Regions from separate parts of the Pan troglodytes genome. Here region 1 is linked to region 2. Evidence: chromatin contacts called from public Hi-C data. All regions are on one chromosome and are shown on one strand. Each heading gives the region's core, a stretch centred on a gene start, on an enhancer-like site or on the middle of the called end of the contact. The rest is flanking DNA. Distances are from core to core; before and after follow the strand shown.

Region 1 (2,700 bases), core at 134-2,633, 190 kb after region 2:
CATATGATGTTTTCCTGGGCTATGGACTGAGTGACGTTCCATACATTATTATCCTCACCACCACCTTTTAAAGGTCATATAAGTTAGTTCTCATAACTTTGTGACGTCGACATTATCTCCCCATTTTACAAATGAGAAAACTGAGGTTCAGAGATCAGTGACTAAAATTCGAACATGTGTTCTTTCCACTCCACCATGAAAGAATGAACCCAGAGACCTCCGTGGGCTGAGCGCATCATCCAGCTGGCACTGAACTCAGATTTCTACCCCACAGTAAAGACCCTGGTCTCTGCAATGAGTTGAGCCCAGGTCCCTTTCCCTGGCTAGGTTTTGGCTGCCCCTCTTCATCAGCTGAGCCGCAGAGAAGACTCCGTGTCAAATTTCCTTCCAAGGCGGACTCCACCAAGCACTAGCTATGTATCATTCGAAAAGTTACTTTGACTTTCTGTGCCTCAGTTTTCTCTTCTGTAAATTAAGGATCCAACTTCTCAGGATTGTTTGTGAAGAGTAGATTAGTATTTGCAGAATGCCTAGAATAGTGTTACAGTCGCTAGATTAAACTTTTTTTTTTTTTTTAAAATACCATGTGGGGAGCAGTGTTCCTGGGCTCTGGGCTCAGCCTGAAACCTAGCAGAATAGGCATTTTATGTCCCTATTGACAGGGGTTCTGCCAGGCTGCCGTAGAGCCCATGGATTTGAGTTACCGGCTCTATTTTAGAAGGGGGTGAAGAGGTAGGGAAGGGCTGGGGAGCTTTCTGGGATAGGGAGACTGCCCATTGAAATCTGGGTGTCTGGGACACTGGAGGAAGAATAAGAAAGAAGCCCTGGGAGGTGACGATTTTGGTATCATGGTGGTCTTCAGAGGTAGGGACAGAGTGCTGGGGTGAGAGTCGCTGAAGAAAGGTGTCTGAAAGGTTAAGGGACTGAGGTTGTGGGAAGCTGGGGTTACTGAGAGGCCTTGGGATTCGAGATGGGGGCTGGATCTGCTGGGTCCTAGACAGCGCGTCCAACGCTCCCCGCAGCGCGTTCCGGAGCCGGTCCTAGCGCCGCTCAACCAGTCCCCACTCCCTCTGGTGAAATTGCCAAATTAAAATGAATCATTTGGCCCATAATGGCCGAGGCGCTTATCGGGGGCGGGCGGACCCGCGGCAGTGCCTTATCTCTGCGGCGCACACGGCCCCGGCGCGCCTCGGCCCATGCTAACGAGGCCTGGAACGTGAGTGGGATTACAGCGCGTCGGTGGAGGGGCCGGGCGGGCGCGGGGCGGGCGCGGGGCGGGCGGGGGAGCGGGGGCCGCGGGAGGGGCCGGGCCGCCGCCGCTCAGGACCGGGCCTCAAAATGGCCACACGCGTACCCCCGTAGCGGAAAAACGTGAGCATTCTGGCCTTTTTCTAGGGGAAAAGCAACCCGCGGCCTCCCACCGAATTCTTCATCAATTTCCTCCTCTTTTTCCCCACGTCCGCAAAAGAGGTCTTCGCTCCCTTTCCCTCGGTTCCTTTCGATGGCAGGGGGGTGGGGGGGCATTTTCCACGGACGCCCCCGCCCCGGCTGCCGCCGCCCCTCCCGCCTCGGAGACTCTCTTCCTTCCTTCCCCCTTTTCCTTACGCAATATACAGAAATGCGCGAGGCTGTGGTTGGTTTTCATTTCTTCTTCGTGGTTGTGTGCATGCGGTGGGATTGTGAGAGTGCGTTCATGAGAACTGTGGGCGGCGTTGGCTGCTTCTAAGTGTGGTCTTCTTGGCGACAGGCTCTGTGTCCGAGTGTGGTGTGCCTGCGCGGTTGGGGTGTGTAGATGTGGACCCTTCGAGGCCCTTCTGCGTTTTCTTCGTTGCGTACGATTGTGCTCCGTTGGTGTTCTCAGCAGGGATCTGGTTCTGTGTGTGGGGGTGTGTGGCCCCTGCGACTGTGTTTGGGTGGTGTCGTCGTTATGTCGGGCGTGTGTGATCCCGACTGTGCTGGATTGTGTGTCCGTGAGCCGCTGCGTTTGACTGATTTCGTTGTGTCCTGTTGGGCAGTGTGCGGGGCTGACCAAGTCGGCTTCTGGGGCAGTGCTAGGTGGTGTTTGTTTGCTGCCCTTCTGTGGGGCTGGACCCTGTGTGGTCCTGTCCGCACTGAGTTGTATGCCTGTGTGCCTGTGTCCTTTAGAGGTGCGTTTGCAAATCGCTGGGGGCGGGAGTGGGGGGAGGGCGAGCGAGAGATCGAGGCGCTGGTGGGGGCGGCGGCATGGGGGCGGGGAGCGGGATTTCACATTTTATTCCAAATTATGATGTATTCGGGAGCCAGTTGTTGGCTTGGGTGGGCGGACAGCGCCCGGTCGGCGGCTGCTCTGCCCGGAGGCCCGCCTGTGCCTTGGTGTTTGAGGGGTTCGTTGGTGAGTGGGAGGCTCCTCCAGGCTTGAAGCTGAGCAGCGCTCGCCGAGGCCGGCGCCTTCGAGCCGGTAGCTGCGGGCTTCGGTTCCCGCTGCACTCCGGCTTCGTCCATTTCTGGTCAGTTTCGTGGGTGCGGCCGCCGGGCTCCAAGGGAGAGGCCCCGAAAGGACAATGGGCACATTCACCAGGCCTCGAGCCTCGGGTGGGGACATTCGGGATCACCTCCAGGGAAGATTTTCCCGCCCCCTCTTCGGGTGAGCGACGTTGCCGCTTGGGTCTGATACCCGTCGCATCCGAGACCGAGGCCGAATCCGGGCTCTGGGAGGGACCG
Region 2 (2,700 bases), core at 116-2,615:
GGTGGGCAGACCCGCCGCGGTGCCGGCTGCGGGAGGGCTCAGGGACGCCGGGTAGAAGGCTTTGGCGCAGCCCAGCTCCGCGCCCAGGAAGGCGGGCAGGCCTGCGGGGCCCGGGCCCGGGCCCGAGCCTGAGGCAGGCGCAGGAGCTGGGGCCGATCCCGCGCCTGCGAACACCGAGGCCGTCGGAGGTCCGGGTGGAGGCGCGGCGGCGCGGCCTGGGGGTACCGACAGCTGGCAAGGAGCGGCGGCGGCTGCCGCGGCGAAAGCGAAGGCGTGCGGGTGCGGGTGCGGGTGCGGGGCCGGCCCCGGCGGGGGTGCGCCGTAGGCTGGGAGAGCCAGCCCGTAGCCGTAGCCGTAGGCGCCGTAGGCAGCGAAGCCGGGCAGGAAAGCGCCGGGGTCCCCCGCCGCCGCGGCCCCGCCACGCAGCAGCAGCTCCGGGTGAGGGTGCGGGTGTGGGTGCGGCGGCGGCAGGGGCTGCCGCTTGAAGCGCTTGCGGCGCCGCAGGAAGCTGCCGTTGTCGAACATGTCGGCCGACTCCGGGTCCAGCGTCCAGTAGTTGCCTTTGCCCGGGTTGCCCGGCTCGCGGGGGATCTTGACGAAGCAGTCGTTGAGAGAGAGGTTGTGGCGGATGCTGTTCTGCCAGGCGGGGAACTTCTCCCGGTAGTAGGGGAAGCGGCCGCTGATGAACTCGCAGATCTCGCTCAACGTCAGCCGCTTCTTGGGGCTCTGCAGGATGGCCATGGTGATGAGCGCGATGTACGAGTAGGGCGGCTTCACCAGCGGGCTCCGCGTCGCCGCGCCCCCCGACGGCGGTCCCGGCCCGGGCCCCGCTGCGCCGCGGGCCGCCGCCGCGCCTGGCCCCGGGCTCCCCGCTGCGGCCGCCGCCCCCCGGGACGCCAGAGCGCGGGGCTCGCCGTCCGAGCAGCCACCAGACTCCTCCTCGTCCTCGGCTAAGTCTGCCTCGGCTTCCTCCGCGGGAGGCTCGTGGCCGTGGGGGAGCACGTCCCGGGGGGCGCGGGGCCCGGAGCGAGCTGGGAGCTCCCCCCCGCCGCTGCCGCCGCCCACCACGTCTATGTCTGCGTCGGCCTCGGACAGCGCGGCCGGGGAGCTCTCGGAGGACATGATCTCGCAGCAGCAGCTGCCCAGGGTCATGGTGCCGCTGCCGCCGCCGCCGCCACTCTCCGGCTCCGCTCCGGCAGCGGCTCGGGCTCGGCCGCGCTGCCTCTGGGGCGAGTGCGTTTTGCGCGCGGGCGGGGAGGGGGCGGGGGACTGAGGCAGGCAGGGAGGGGTGTCCCCCGGCTCCGCAGCGCCCCCTGGCGGCCCAGCTCGGCCGCGCTCACCTTCCAGGGCACGACCCGCCGGCGGCCCCCGCCACTACCCCGGGAATCCGAGCTGGGACCCGCCGCTGGGGCGCAACGGAAGGAGCTGAGGCTTTCCCTTACCTGGGCGGGCCTCAGCCCCTAGTCCTCTCGGGGTGGCAGTGGTTGGTGGTTGGGGATTGTCCCTCCCGCCTAGCGGCTGCCTAAGGCGGAAGAGCTGCGGGCTAGGGCGGAGCTCCCTGGGCGGGGTGGGGCGAGGCGACAGGGGCGGGCGTAGCGCCTCCGCTGAGGGACCCGGCGGGAACAAACCGCCGCCGCGGCGGGAGCTGGGCTCGAGTGGCCGGAGGCGGGCCCTTGTCTTCGCCGCCGCTCCTGCACCGTGTGCTCCCTGAAGCCGCCGCCTTCAGAACGCTCAGCCCCTGGATGTTAAGGCTCACTCGGGCGCCAGCCGCAGCCAGGGAAGTGGCGGCGGTCCCCACCTGTCCTCTCCCCAAGGCGGCGCCCGGGCCACCGGGCCGAAGCGCAGTGGGAGCGCGAGGCTGAGACGCCGGGACCCACGCCGCCCCAGCGCGGCCCGCCGGCGCCCACCCGAGCCCGCACGGCTTCCAGCCCGAGGGGAGACGCATTCGAGTGATCACCAGGAGCGAACTTGGCGCCCGCAGCCTTGGGCCTGGGAGAGGTGAGATTGCGGCGGCGCCCTCTCCTCCCTCCGCTGTCGGGCCCGCCACCCCTCTCCGCGCGGAGAGGCCGGGCAGAGCGCCGGCCGCTGTGGCCGCGTTCCCGGGGCGCGGGCCGGTCTACTGCTCCGAGTTTGCCTGTTCTCCGACCCTCTCGATCTCGGCATCCGTTTGTCTCAGTCTCTGTGACTATCTCACTCTCCGTGAGTCTCTGTGGAAACGGCATTTGTCTGGATGTCTGTTCATGGGCCTGGGAATCCGCTTAATTTCTCCCTCCCCTCTCCCTGGCCCCAGTTGCCCTGAGGACTGGACACCCCCCACCTTCCTGGCTCCCAGGGTTCTGGGCCCCACCGACAGGCGGCAGGACCTCCTCCGCCCCCTGCCCGACACCCCCTCAGTGAACCCTGACCTCCACCAAGTGTTGCCTTCATCTCTCAAAAGTCTTGTGCAACTAAGGTTGGCCCTGTGCCTTGTTTCTCGCTAGCCGGGTTCCTGCCCATCCTATTAGACCTCTTTCTCCCCCGGCCTCCCTCCAGGACCCAGAAACAAGCAGCTTCAACACAGATTGGGCCCATTTCAGCCTCTGGGGCACGGAAGGGGAGATGGGCGCTGGACGTGAGCAGGAACTGAGCGGATGCCTGGGCTGCTGCCCCGACAGCGCCGCACAGTGGCCAAAGCTCGGGCGTGCGAGGCCGGAATCCCAG

Evidence for each region. Hi-C and Micro-C count contacts between places; a contact is called where the count stands out from the background.
Region 1: a Hi-C map of induced pluripotent stem cells shows a contact between it and region 2, with 4 times the contacts expected there. The contact joins the promoter of TAL1 here to the promoter of FOXD2 in region 2. A contact is called at or near these places in 2 of 7 Hi-C or Micro-C datasets (both in induced pluripotent stem cells).

What each region holds. Positions count from the first base shown.
Region 1 is chr1:183,720,849-183,723,548 of NHGRI_mPanTro3-v2.0_pri, forward strand. It overlaps TAL1 (TAL bHLH transcription factor 1, erythroid differentiation factor), which reads left to right and starts at 1,384. Exons shown (of 6, transcript XR_010146656.1): 1 at 1,384-2,147.
Region 2 is chr1:183,529,082-183,531,781 of NHGRI_mPanTro3-v2.0_pri, forward strand. FOXD2 (forkhead box D2) reads right to left here and starts at 1,366. Exons shown (of 1, transcript XM_003954368.6): 1 at 1-1,366. The coding sequence starts at 1,152.